2 separate regions of the Urocitellus parryii genome follow, and region 2 is linked to region 1. A link is a contact called in public Hi-C data. All regions are on one chromosome and are shown on one strand. The core of a region is the stretch at or near the end of the contact, and the rest is flanking DNA. Distances in the headings are between cores, read along the strand shown.

What was found. A called contact is a pair of places that touch in the nucleus more often than the background predicts.
Region 2: a Hi-C map of muscle shows a contact between it and region 1, with 6 times the contacts expected there. The contact joins the promoter of Ankrd6 here to the promoter of Lyrm2 in region 1. A contact is called at or near these places in 2 of 2 Hi-C or Micro-C datasets (liver and muscle).

What each region holds. Positions count from the first base shown.
Region 1 is chr8:70,355,860-70,362,536 of mUroPar1.hap1, forward strand. Lyrm2 (LYR motif containing 2) reads left to right here and starts at 2,735. Exons shown (of 3, transcript XM_026411219.2): 1 at 2,735-2,814; 2 at 3,561-3,701; 3 at 4,154-4,442. The coding sequence starts at 2,770. The coding sequence ends at 4,234.
Region 2 is chr8:70,541,289-70,548,748 of mUroPar1.hap1, forward strand. It overlaps Ankrd6 (ankyrin repeat domain 6), which reads right to left and starts at 6,189. Exons shown (of 16, transcript XM_026410983.2): 1 at 6,144-6,189.

The sequences.
Region 1 (6,677 bases), core at 1,485-3,984:
ATACCCAGTCTCCTTGACCAAAAAGGCAAATTCTGACATTTGAGGAATTAGAACACAAATGCTCTATATGCTCTTAATAATCTAAAGACACTTTGTCACTCATAGCTCAACCATTATCTAAGCAAAAGGCCTGCAAAGGTTTCTATCCAGGGGTCCAACAAGGCTACTCTGGTATACTTAATTAACATTGTAGTTCACTTAATGACAGGGTTACAGTCTGAGAAATGCAGCACTAGGCATTTTCATTGTGTAAGTACATTCCATGTTAAAGAACCAATTAAGACAGCTATCATGTCACTGGGCGATAATAGAATCATCACCATGACTTACTCAGATGTCTGCTGGAACTCTAGTTGGGTGATAAACTCTTCAAATGCAACATGTTCAAAATGTCACTGATTCTAGCACAAATCTGTTCTAAAATCCCCCTTCTATGTTAACTGCTCCAGCTGCCACTGTTTACAAATGTGGAGTTTGGTCTGTACTTGGGCTTTACTTCCCTTTCTGTCTCCATCCAAATCCAAAATTAATAATCTGTCAAGTATAGCTTCTGGATATTTATAGCTATCCTATTTCTCTCCCCCATGCAATTCACTGCAGATGGAGCTCTTAATCTCTAACCTGGACTACTTCAATGATAACTCAAATTTGTCTTTGTTTGCTTCACTTTATTCACTGACAACAACCAAGGATCTTTCTAAAATCTCTACCCAAAAGTCCCTTCAGATCTTCCTATTGTGAAGAGGACACTTGGAGTTTCTTACTACAACCTATGAGGTTCTTCCCTGACTCTCCTGTTCATTCCCTCCCTGCAGCCTTACCATTGACCTAGTCACAGAAAATGAGAGGTCTTGCAATCTACCGGTGTTCCATTAGTTGTCTGGAATCTTATCTACTTTGACATTCTGACAACCACCTACCTCAGATAACTCCTCCAGAAAGATAACCTCCATGGTATGAACTTCCAAGTCTTTGAAGACAGCGTGCCTAGCTTATGACAGTATTACCTGTTTCGAAGATGTTTCTGGAAGCAAAGAAGAGTGTAAAAATGTCTGTTAATTAACTGGCAATTCAAACAAGAACCTAAAGAAGGTTGAGAGAAATTATAGAAAACATTTGTCAAGGTCATACTGAACACCAATAATAGATTCTTACAAGAATCTATTACAGTGTCCCGTCGTAACAAAATATGCCCCCCCCAAAAAAAAAATTTAAAAACATACTAGTCCAAGACAACAGCCTAAACAGATCCTCAGACTGTAAGTATGTACTATATGGTCAAAAATGCACCACAAAGCCCCAGGAAGATAATTATTTAATAAATGGTGTTAAAATTCTAGCTTAGTGGGGCTGGGATTGTGGCTCAGTGGTAGGGTACTTGCAAGAATTAAGAAAATAAAATAGTTACAAAGTCTCAAATGGGAAGAGACAAAACAAGCCTCAAAGGAAATAAAATACAAATAGTGTAGATATAAAGCTTAAGGATATAAACCATGAAAAACTAGAATAAAAGTCCTAATCAGCATAAATGTGCCTAAATCATGCACAAAAATCAGTAAAAAAATAATCTAAAGTGGCTAGGAGTATTTAGTTGCCCTAGTACTTGAAAAGCCAGATCTGTAATAAGTTGTTATACTGTTCATCTGTTAGGACAAAATTTGAAAAATATACCACTGCAATGTGGTCATGAGGTTATTAGCATCACAATGCCAACTAAACTAAGACAGCTAAGGATTAGACTTCTTGTATGTGCCAGGGCCTCTTAGAACATTGCATATGATACAACTCTGAGATGGATGCTGTATTTCATTTTACACTTCACAGAAAAGGAAACAGGCCAGGAGAAATAGCCACACACAGCTAGGAAAAGGGAACTCGTGGATTCCAACAGGTGACTCACTGGAGTGCTCTGTAAATGGGTTAACTGATTATTTTTGGTTGTACTTTAATTCACTATTTGGAAAACATGGCAAAAATGCCACAAACTAAGGATGTGTTATGGGGATGAGAACTAGGAGTAAAAGTCTGAAGTGTAGGAGGATATTCAGTTCCTCCTCATTATTGACAGGAGGCAAAGAAAAAAAACTGCTTAAAGTCTCAATGGGACAAACATTTAAAACTCCTGTTACACTGTTACAAATGATCATGATGAAGACCACTACAGGAAAAAACTTTAAAAAAAAAAAGTAATGAAAACGAGAAAATCTGCAGGATGCAAATGCTTAAATAAGTAACATCCTAAAATACTAAATATGTTCTTCCCTTCCAAAGGAAAAAACAAAAACCTTAGCTTCCATTAATGAAGCCTGTTGTTGCTGAACTTATTGCCGTTTTCCTTAAAAATAAAATTTTAATAGAAGAAAAAAGTTTGCTGCTGCTGAGAGTCAAACCCAGGGCATTGTGCATGCAAGGCAAGCACTGTACCAACTGAGCTATATCCCCAGTCCCCATTGATAAATTCTTAAATGCATACGGTGCCAAATGCCTTACCATTCTTATTTCGTTATTACAACCACCTTGTAATACAAACACTATTACCCTATTCAAACGATGAGCTAACTCGACTAAGACCGGTTAAATACCTAGCCCAGGCAACAGACCTAATAAACTTCAAACTCCTGGGCTTCCCTCCCAAACGCCTGACTTTCGGGGTAGGAACACAAATCCACAAGCGTCTCCCAGGAAACGGAGCTCGCTCCGCCCCCTGACCATTCCCTCACTTCCGTCCTGCGCACTGAGACTCCGAGAGGAACGCGTTCTATTTCTGAGATGGCCGCTTCCCGGTTGCCTCCAGCAACGCTGACGCTAAAGCAGGTACTGATGTTCTCTCTTACCCAGGTCTACACCTAATGGTATGAGCTGCTCGATTTTCTACTTTCCCCACCCGGACTACAGTATCAGGCCAACCGGGCGGGTCCGCGGGGTTATGACGCTGCACGCGCACGCCAGTGATTGGCCCTAGGGGTTGGAGGCGGGGCTTCCCCAAGAGTTGGGGAGGGAGCAAACGGGTAGGCGCTTTCTTTTCAGGGACCGCAGAAAAGCTCGCTCTGTTGGTAGTACCGAACCATGGTTAAGGCGGGGGGGGGGGGGGGGGGGATTCCGAAAGAATTTGGACAACTGCATTAAATTTAGAAAAAGTGCTATTAATGTTACAGTTTGTAGGTACCCGGCAACCCTTTTTATACCCATAAAGGTGGTCAACTTTTGATTTTTAAAGGTTCTTAAGTTTTACAAAAGAGTCGACAAATGACCCACGTGAACCTATTGCCGTTTTCCTTAAAAATAAAATTAAAATAGAGAATAAAAAGGTTTTCTTTGCTATCTTCAAAATTGAGAACCTGGGGTCATGGCTGTGGCTTAGTGGTAGAACGTTTGCCTCGCACATGTGAGGCACTGGGTTCCATCCTCAGCACCACATAAAAATAAAGGTATTGTGCCCATCTGCAACTAAGAAAAAATTTTTTTTAAAAAAATTGAAAACTAAAAAGATATCGTCTGGTTACAGCTGGTTTGCCAAAGTAAAACTGGCTATCAATTGTCATTTCTCCCCCCACGTACAGTTCATGAGAAGGCAACAAGTTCTCATGCTCTACAGAAGGATTTTACGAGCAATTCAGCAAGTATCAAACAATTCTGATCGCAAGTACCTGAAGGACTGGGCAAGGGAAGAATTCAAAAGAAACAAAAGTGCCACTGAAGAGGTGAGAATAGATCATGGTGAGGGCAGTCCCAGACTCTTGTATTAAGTGACCAGTTTTTTAAAAGTTTAGCAGGCATTTTGGAATGTCACCAAGATGGTATATCTTGATCATTGCTTATAGTGGTACTAATTTTCCAAATTATACTTTAAAATATCTATCTATACAGTTGCAGCACCTGGTTTTTATGCTGTACCACATAGCTTTTAATTTTCCTAATATTCAACAGTTCCCAGTAATGACATTTTTTTTGGGGGTTTTTTTGTTGTTGTTGTTTTGTTTTGTTATTTGGAGAATCTTTTTGTATGGTGCCAACTCACAGCCTTGTGCATGCTAAGCTCACACTCCACCACTGAACTACATTCTCAGCCCACCACTATAGGCTCTTGAACTTAACAAAATGGTGAGATTGTACCTCACCAGGTTAAGTGATCAGATTTCCCTTTTTTCTACAGGATGCAATCCGGATGATGATTACTCAAGGCACTATGCAGCTAAAGGAGTTAGAAAAAACACTTGCTTTAGCAAAATCTTAACTATAGCATTATTCTGAAGGATCTTCAAATCTCCGTGTAATTTGTTGAGCTTAGGCTTAACAATGGACAGCTCAAAGTCAAGTCAAACTGTATGTACAGTACTTGAGCAAAATATCAAGATAGAAATGTTGTGTTATAGAGAGCAGAGAAAATCACATTGAAGTGATTGCCTCAGGACTGAAAAATACACTTGAGTTTTAAAAATGTTTCTGGATGTGTCTGCAGTTATTTAAGAAGCAAACCCCATTCCAACATGCCAGTTAATACATGAAAATAAGCTCAACACACTCATAAGGAAAGTGCAAATCAAAAACCTAATGAGAGAGCACTTCATTTCCACTACTGTAGCTATAATTAAAAAGGGAAATAATAAATGTCAAACATGTGGAGAACTTGGAACACTCCTACATTGCAGGTGGGAATGTAAACTATCTGCAGCCACTTTAGTAAAACAGACCATCCCCCTCCTCAAGCCATAACATGGAGTTACCATATGATTTAGCAGTTCTCCTAGGTCATAATCAAGAGAATGAAACCATGCACGTATAAGAAATATGTACATGAGTGCTATACATAGCAGCACTAATGATAGCCAAGAAGTAGGAAAACAAATATTTATCAGTTAATATATAAAACTTAGTATTTTCATACAAGATATTATTTGGCAATAAAAAGAAATGAAGGACTGATTCATAATATACATGGGTGAACTTTGATAACATTGTTAAAGAAGCCAGTCACAAAAAATTGTATCATATGGATTTGTTTATGTGAAATGTCCAGGTTGTTCTGCCTAGGGCCATGGGTAAAATGGAAAAGTAGCTGGTGAATGGGTGTGATATTTCTTTGGGGGGTTATGAAAACGTCCTACAGTTAGATTATGGTGCTAGTTGTACAACTCTGAATAAACTATGAATATGCTCAAATGCATTCTAAACATACAGTATATGAATTAGATCTCAAGCTGTTAAATAGCATTAGATGCAGGACTAGAGGCATACTAACTCCAGGAGATACTCTGGAATTTTCTTGAAAAATCCCTTCTGTATAAACCTTCAAGATTGTTGGGGTATGTTCTTCAGATGTGTCATAGTTTGGTAGTCAAAGAATTCTCTAAAAAGACCACTGGGAATCTGGATCTTTGTTGAAAAGAAAAGAAAAAGAATTTATTGAACACACTGAAACACCAAGAAGAGGAAAGATTTTAGGCAACTTCTGGATGAAATGTCCATAATTGCCTTTTCACATCCACACAGAAGGACATAAATCATTAAGGAATATCCATGGTGCATTAGATTCTTCTCCTGTAACAGGAAAAATTTAAGAAACAAATATATTATAGGCTGAGGATATAGCTCAGTGATAGAGTGCTTACTTAGCATGGCCAAGGCCCTAAGTTTAATCCCCTTCACTGAAAGAGAACTATATCCCCAAAGTTGACTTCAGGATACTTTTGAAAGAGGTTTAGTTTATAACATACAATTAATTTAGTGAAAGATTCTGGAATTGCCAGTCTACAAACTGAAATCCTCCGTTCAACAGAACAAAACTAAGAAGTGAATCAAAAATATGACCAGCACCTGAAAGATGTAGACAGAATTTCACCAGATGATGCCAGTATTGGACTATATGCCAGAAGAGAGATGTGAACTAATGGTACATATCTTGCCAAGGTCCACCCCCACCTCCTGGAGCTTCAGAGTCCACAAAATATTTCTGAATACCCTTCCACAGAGGTAATCTACTGATTCTAAAAGCTTGCCTGAGCCAATAGGTATATCAACCTGTTGCAAAACCATCTGATATACAAAAGCATTTGTGAAGAATTTCTGTACAGAGAACAAATTGGAAATAATTTGTGTGACATGGTTGACATACATAGCAGTCTCTAATCCTGGAAATTTAAAAAAGTCACACAGTGTTAAAGTCTAACTTTTGATGATACTCTTCCTAAAGATGTGCATGCAGAATACTTTTAAAGAACACTTGTGGTTTAAATTTGCAAATTGGAAATTAATATTAGACTCCAAGAAAATCTGTGGTTTTGGGGTTTTGGCAGTACTCACCATTGAATCCAGAGACTCTCTGCCAATGAGTTCCATCCCCAGGCTGTTTTATTTTGATAGTCTCACCAGGTTGCCCAGCTGGCCTTCAACTTGTGATTCTTCTGCCTTAGCCTACCAAGTCACTGGGATTACAGATGTGTACCACCACTCTGGTTTGATTTTATATTAAAGCAGATAAAACAACTGGAAATTCTTATTTTCCAGAGGCCAAGATTAACTAACATCCATCCTTTTACTTACCTTTATCTCTAAAGAACAGTTCTTTTCCTTTGTGCACTTAAGTCCTTTATCCCATCTGTATTATTGGCCAACTCTTGCTGTTTAGCCTAAGAGGAGATTCACTTAGCAGTTTCTTCTCAAGTATGAAACCACAAAGA
Region 2 (7,460 bases), core at 4,939-7,438, 190 kb after region 1:
CACAGAAACAGCTGCCCAGGCAGGGATTCTATTTCCCAACCTCTTTGAATCTAGGTAGGGCCATGCAACTGGTTTTGAAAGGTGAGATGTGAGCAGAAGTGAGGCATTTCACTAGCTGAAGATATTCAATGTAGTATTTCGCTTCCATCCTTTCTTTCCCCTTGTAGTGACTTTGGAGGCCACAGGTTGAAGATGATGGCATCTCAAGAAGTAACGTACTGGGCTGGGGCTATAGCTCAGTGGCAGAGCTCTTGCCTAGCATGAGTGAGGCACTGGGTTCAAGCCTTAGTATCAGATAAAAATAAACAAAATAAAGGCATGCTGTCCTTCTACAACTACAATTTTTTTTTTAATTTTTAATGTTTATTTTCTAGTTCTCGGCAGACACAACATCTTTGTTGGTATGTGGTGCTGAGGATCGAACCCGGGCCGCACGCATGCCAGACGGGCGCGCTACCGCCTGAGCCACATCCCCAGCCCTACAACTACAATTTTTAAAAAACTTTTTAATTTAAAAAAAATAAAAAGAAGGAAGGAATATTGATCCCTGAGTCATATGAAGGAGAGCTACCCAACCTGGAATAACCAACTTGAATTTTGTGTGAGCTAGTTAGTAATAAACTTTCCATGGATTAAGCCATTGAGATTTGGAAATGTTTGTTATAGCAGGTAACCTATCTTAAAAGAATATATACATGTTGATGAAAGAGTTAAATCATAAATCATGATTCACTAAAGGGTGTGTTCTTTTTTTTCTTTCAGTACTGAGGATTGAAATAAAAAATAAAAAGGTCTGGGGATGTCGCTCAGTGGTAAAGTATCCCTGAGTCCCACTAAGCTATATCCCCAGTCCATTTAATTTTTTATCTTGAGACAGGGTCTCACTAAGTTGCTACAGCTGGTTTAGAATTTCTGATCCTCCTGCTTCAGCTTTTCTAGTCTCTGCAATTACAGTCATGCCCCACCATTCCAGGCTCATTAAATGCTTTCTAAGATGAATGTAAATATTGAGGAATTGTATATATGAAAATGCTTGCAAGCTGCCAATTTTTGCTACATTGGTTAAGTCAAAAACCAGTCTCAATAACTGGAAAGTCCTATTTATAAAGTAAATTCTAACTGACATTTGACATCTTTTCTAATAATATATAAATGCTTGGCTTGCAAGGTAGAATGTGTTATATGATATACTTACAATACATTTGAAACATAAAGTGTAAATCAGAAGACAATCTTAAAATTAAATTTCCCCTCCCCAAGGCAGAAATTACTTATCTTCAGGGGCCAGAGGTGTGGCTCAGTAGTAGAGCACTTGCCTAACTTGTAGAAGAACCTGGGCTCAGTCCCCAACACCACAAAAATTAAAGAGAGAGAGAGAGAGAGAGAGAGAGAGAGAGAGAGAGAGAGAGAGAATGTTCAACTTCAGTCATTAGTACCAGCTTCACCCGTTTTCCACAGCTGTGTCCATCACATATTTTGTTTAGTTCATATTTTTCTGGAGCCTGAGGTGGGTGGGAGAGATGAGCAGTTGTGAGGCTGACTCTTGCCCAGATCCACAGCTGCACAATGTAGGCCTAAAATGGTTCGATCTGGGACTTCTGGCCCTTGAAGAATAGGGCCTGCAGTTTTTGGAATTCAGGTGATTGACCAGAGGCTCTGAGAAAAAAGAACTATTTAGGCTTTTTCCAGGTTTGAGCAGAAAGAAAGCCTCAGGAAGCTGGGAGAAGATACACCAGATAACCCCAAAGGGCCAAGATGCCTACGTGAAGGAGCCTATTATAGGGTGGGTACAACTCTGTAAACAAAGTTTTCTTGCAGTGCTTATTAAAGCCTTTTTTGAGTCAGAGAACCACTTGAGAATCTGATGAAGGCTTTGGAACTTCTTCTCCCTCAAACATACATGTGAACATTCACGCAAATACTTAAACATAATTTCTGGGAGCTCTAAGAGCATGCAGATCCCACTGAAGAATCCTAGGTTAGAATTTTCTATTTTAGTGGGATATTTAAAGCTGAACCTCAGCTTTGTACAGAAAATAATAGGGAACTTAGCTATTTCTTGACAAGAGATGAATAGGAGGTGGGGAGGGGAAGTAATGTCATTACGCTCTCTGGTCATCATGTATTATCCCTAATCTCAGTGACATGGTATAGTCCAGTAATGGGGCATCACTAACAGAATTTTTTTTTTTTTACTTTTTCAATTTTTATTTTGAAATAACTGTTTCACACAGAAGTTGCAAAAATTACCCATTCTGTGCTTTCCCCCAACCCCTGGCAACCATCATTCCTTCCGTTTCCTGGAATTTGACTACTCTAGATTGAGTGCCTCTTATAAACAGAATCATAGAGTATTTATCCCTTTTTGACTAGCTATTTCACTTAGCATTAACATCTTCCAGGTTAGAGTACTATTTTGCAGCCCTTGACTGGGTGTTTTGCAACTGTAACAAATTTGTAGGGCAAATTAGGACATTGGACAATTTCAACAGAAACACTGTACTGAACTACTTGTTCAACCACTGAACCCACTGGAGCTAATTCAGGGTTCCTACATTAAATCGTGTTGCAGCCCTCTTGATGACATCATATCTTTGCAAAGACGGTTGTGTGACAAAAAGTAAGTGTTGTGGAAAAATGAATGTGGAACAGGAAATGAAAGTAGCAATGTCCAATCTGTTCCCAGAATTTGAGTAGTACAGGCATGCACATCCTGTTATTGTGGTTATTTATAAATAATATAAAATATTTTTCTCTATGTTCATGTGTATTATTTTTTTCAAACAGCATCTAAGTGGTTAGGGTATAACAACTTGGTTGTTTGCACCTACCACCACTAACTACCTCAACCTAGAGGCACTGTGAAAAAAATTACTCAGACACTAAGAACCAAAAATGGGAGGGTTTGCCTTAACTGGAAAGTCATGGAGAGACTGAAGAGAGCTGTGTGATCGTGATCCTTAGGAATTAACTTAAAACAAAGACCATTAACAAAAATATAATAACCAGGAAAAAAGAATTTGGGTTAAAACCCTTTTATAAGGTCATTCTCAGTCAACTTAATCCTTCAAATCTCATACAATGCCCACTGGATAATTTATATTAAACAAAAACAAAAACTTCTAAAGCATATGCATACAAATTACTGTTTTTCCATTCTTAGGGACTCAAGCAAAGCTTTTAAAATTACAGCCTCCAAGCTATACTGGAAGAGACAGAGCCTCCCCTACACAGACAGAACACACCCTTGGAGTCTGTGCCAAGAAAACAGGAGAGAAATCTTGACAAAGAAATCCTGACTCTACATGAGGAGAACTAGGCCATCACAGCACTTGGAGATTTAAAGTTTTTCTGTGGTTTGCATCTTTCTCTGAATACCCTGCTTTTAACTTTAGAATGCTCCAGGTTACTGGGGGAAATGCTTATTTGGAAACTTGCTTTCCAGGGAGTTTTTCATTTAAGATATTATATGTGAAAGGCAAGGAAAACTGTAACAAAAAAATCCAGAACAGTGGTACCTTGGGAGAGTAAGGGAGAAGTGAGTGGAAGGTCACAAGGAGGAGCATTCAGAGACTCCAAGAGTCCAGGGATGCTCTAGTTCTTCAGCTGGGTGATGGGTAGCTGGGTGTGTTCTATTGTTAATCTTGAAATTGTACCTCTAAGTATCACAGAGACAGCACCAGAATCTTCTGCATGGGAGGGAGGGCCTTGGGAGTTGCAAGAATGCCTTGTTACTGATTTGAGACTATCACAAGCAGACTACTTTTACTTAGAGTATGTTTCTTTGGAGAAGTTGATGGGTTTACAGTGGAGACTAAGGATAATTTTTGGTGCCACCATGAATAAGCAAGGAGTTAACAAATAAGCATTTTTTTTCACCAACATTGGTTTATTCCCCCCAACACTGAGCAACTAGTTGTTTGCTGGTCTCTTTACTACCTCTTCATCCTTCTTCTGCCCTCTCCTCCTCATTTATGACCCAGAGGGTAGAAAATCCAATTAAAATCTGTATTCCTTATTTATTTTGTGTACCAGGGATTGAACTCAGAGGCCCTCAACCACTGAGCCACATCCCCAGCCCTATTTTATATTTTATTTAGAAACAGGATCTCACTGAGTTTTGCTAAGGCTGACTTTGAACTCGTGATCCTCCTACCTCAGCCTCCTGAGTCAATGGGATTACAAACGTGTACCACCATGCCCAGCATATTCCTAATTTTTTAAAATTTATTTATTTATTTTAATTAGGTATATATAACAACAGAATGCATTTTGATTCATTGTACACAATTGCAGCACAACTTTTCATTTCTCTGATTGTACAGGATGTAGCATTGCACCATATGTGCAGTCATACATGTACCTAGGGTAATGATGTCCATCTCCTTCCACTATCTTTACTGCCCCTATACCACCTCCCCTCTCCTCCCTCCCCTTTGCCCAATCAAAGTTCCTCCATTTTTCCCATCCCCCCCACACACATTATGGATCAGCATCCCATATTCCTAATTTTTTTTTAAAAAAAAGTCTATTTACCATATGCTAAGCCAAGCCAAGCACATATTAAGGATAAGAGGAAATTAAACATGTATAGTAGACACACTTAGGACAGCAGGAACAACAAGGTTGTTGTTGCTATTTTAAGGATGAGAAATCCTCACTCAGTGTCAGGACACCAAGGGACCCTGAACCCATGTATGCTGGTCTTCATTCCTCAAGCTTTTTTTCACTTACATTGACTTTACAGATGTCATTTTTTAAGGTACCGAGGATTGAACCCAGAGGCACTTAACCACAGAGCCACATCCCCAGCTCTTTTATATTTTTTATTTTACTACAGGGACTTGCTAAATTGCTGAGGCTGGCTTTGGACTTGCGATCCTCCTTTCCAGCCTCCCAAACCGCTGGGATTATAAGCGTCCGCCGCCACGCCCAGCTAACAGACTTATCTTAACATGATTATCATCATCCAACAGGTTCACAAAAAAGATGCCTAACATTCAAGAGCACTATGCCAACCATTTTTCTTGCATCAACTGAATTTCTACAACAATACTTTGAAGTTATGTATGATACCTCCAGTTTACAATTCTAGAAACTAAGGCATAAAGGCGTGGGTTTCCAAAGACACACACCTAAGAATTGGTGGTGTCAAGACTAAATCTCATGACTCCAAAGCAGATCATCATCATCATCATTACCTCTTTCTCCTCCTTCTGTGTGTGTGTGTGTTGGGGGGGGGGGTGCTGGACAAAGTGGACCTCCTAACCAGCACCTGAACCTTCTTTAGGAAAAACAATCTTGACCAGATCGACAAAATTCAAGTCACTCTTTCATGGGTCACAAATAATACTTCACTTTTCCAGCCTCCCAAAGCTACCTGAAGCACCGCACTTAAATCCCCAAGACAAGTGTCAGTAAAGTGATGTTTGAACCCAAACAGACAACACGGTCACTTCCTGGCTCCCGGGAGATACCACTTGCTGAATTCTATAGAGCTGGGACTTCAGCGGGGGTCTCGACCACCCCCCGGGACAGACCCCCATCTCCCGGCACCCTTTACAGTCAGTCCTCTAAGGTGGCGGGGGAATGAGGTGGGGAGGGGACTGGCTGTGGGCGCGTCGGAGCCCAGCCGGGTCACGCCAAGCCCTGTCCGCAGGCCAGGGGACGGCGACAGCAGAGGACCTCCTTTCCTCCAGCGGCCAGCCGCCGCGCGGTGAAGAGGTACGTGGTGACCTGTTCCCTAGCCCCCAGCCCCCAGCCGTGCTTTGCACACACCAGTTTCTGCAAACTCCGAGGGCTTACTGGAGAAAAAGGAGAGGGGTGAGCGAAGAAGAGAAAGTTCTCTGTCCACCCACCTCCGGCCCAAAGAGCCATATTCTAAGGAGGCAACTGAGGCAAAGCAAAAGGGGGGAGCAGGGAGACATCCGCTTAACCGGGCTTTCCCGAGGCCTCAGGACTGGGGCAACGCGCTGGGTCCGGGTCCTCTCCCCAGAGTCCGCGATCTGAGGGCGCCGAGGGAGCAGCAGCAGCTACCGAGCCTTGGACTAGTCCTCCCAGGATCAGAGGCGCCCTGGGAGTGAGGGGCGCCCAACCTCGAATTAAGGGGGTTCTCCAAGGGACCCAGCGAGGTCGCACTGCACCTTTCTCTCCCGCGCCGGAGGTTCACGCCGCAGGAACCGATGCCCGCTACAGGGTAGGAAGCGAGGGGTGACGATCCGACCGACTCCCGCTGGCTGGGCGGCCCCCCGGGCCTCGGCGCAGCCCAGCGCCGCCGCCTCCAGCCGCCCGCACGCCCCTCCGCGCTCGCGGCTCCCGCAGGTTACCTGTGGCCGAGCCCGCCGCGCCCGCCGCGCCCGCAGAGCGCAGGGCCCTCCGCCCCGCCCCGTCCCACCCCGCCCGAGGCTCCTATTCTGGGGCCGCAGCGCCCCGCAGCGGCCTGCTGGAGCACAGCGGGGGCCCGGGGTGACGGCGGGACCACCAAAGCCCTCGGGGCTGCTCAGCGTTTGTTCCCTGCTGGGACGCCCAGCCTTGGGCCAGGAGAGGCCTCCTTCTGAATAGTGGAAGGGAGCCTGGAGTAGGACGAGGTTTTCCGCTCAGGGATTGCCAAGTGACTGAGGGAGAGCAGAATTGAGAGGACAAACCTCCAATCCTCAACCTGTAGGCAAGTAGTTGTTTCTATTACATCCAGAGTTCATTGACTGGGGCCGGCTCAGCGGAAGCTAAACAACAGCAAGCCATGAATGACTCAGGCTCATTGAAGTAGCTGGAGAGGGGAAGGGAAGACTTTATTTCAAACAGATTGTCAGTAAGTAGCTTGTCAAAACTATCCCATATGGAACAGGCAAAAACACTGAGAGATCCCTACCCCCATATTCTTACCTCACTTTACACACCATTATTTTAATCTGGTTTTGTCTATTTTCTTTTCCTGTTACTTCCTTAGTCTTACCTAGAAAAGCTCCCTGAACATAGACTAGGGTAGTCAGTTCTAGGAATATAACTAAGAGATATATCATGAGTGCAGGATAAAAGCTAATAGAAGCTCAAGGTTACTTTAGAGAGTTTGCTTATTTAGATTTGTTGCAGCTACGATGACCAGACTCTGATGATCAAGGCTATTTTTCAGTCTAGATTATGTGAAGGACATTCCAAGACAATCTTCATGGCTTGCTACATGTAGGTGGAGTCCTGAAGATGGAGCTTCAGTCTTACCTGAGGTTTGGGACAGGCTTATTATCAACTTGATTTTATTATCCCCTCTGAAATAGGCCTGGTTTCCAGGGGGAAAAGAAACATGAGAATCACCCACTTTTCCTTAAGATATTTGTTTCTCTCTATAAGGGAGCACAGGCAGGAGAAATCCCAAGACCCCTGCCCACACTAAGGGAATGTAAGTGTTTGATTTTACCAACTATTTTGAGAACTTCTCCCAACCCTGTAGTCATAGCTGCAGTTTT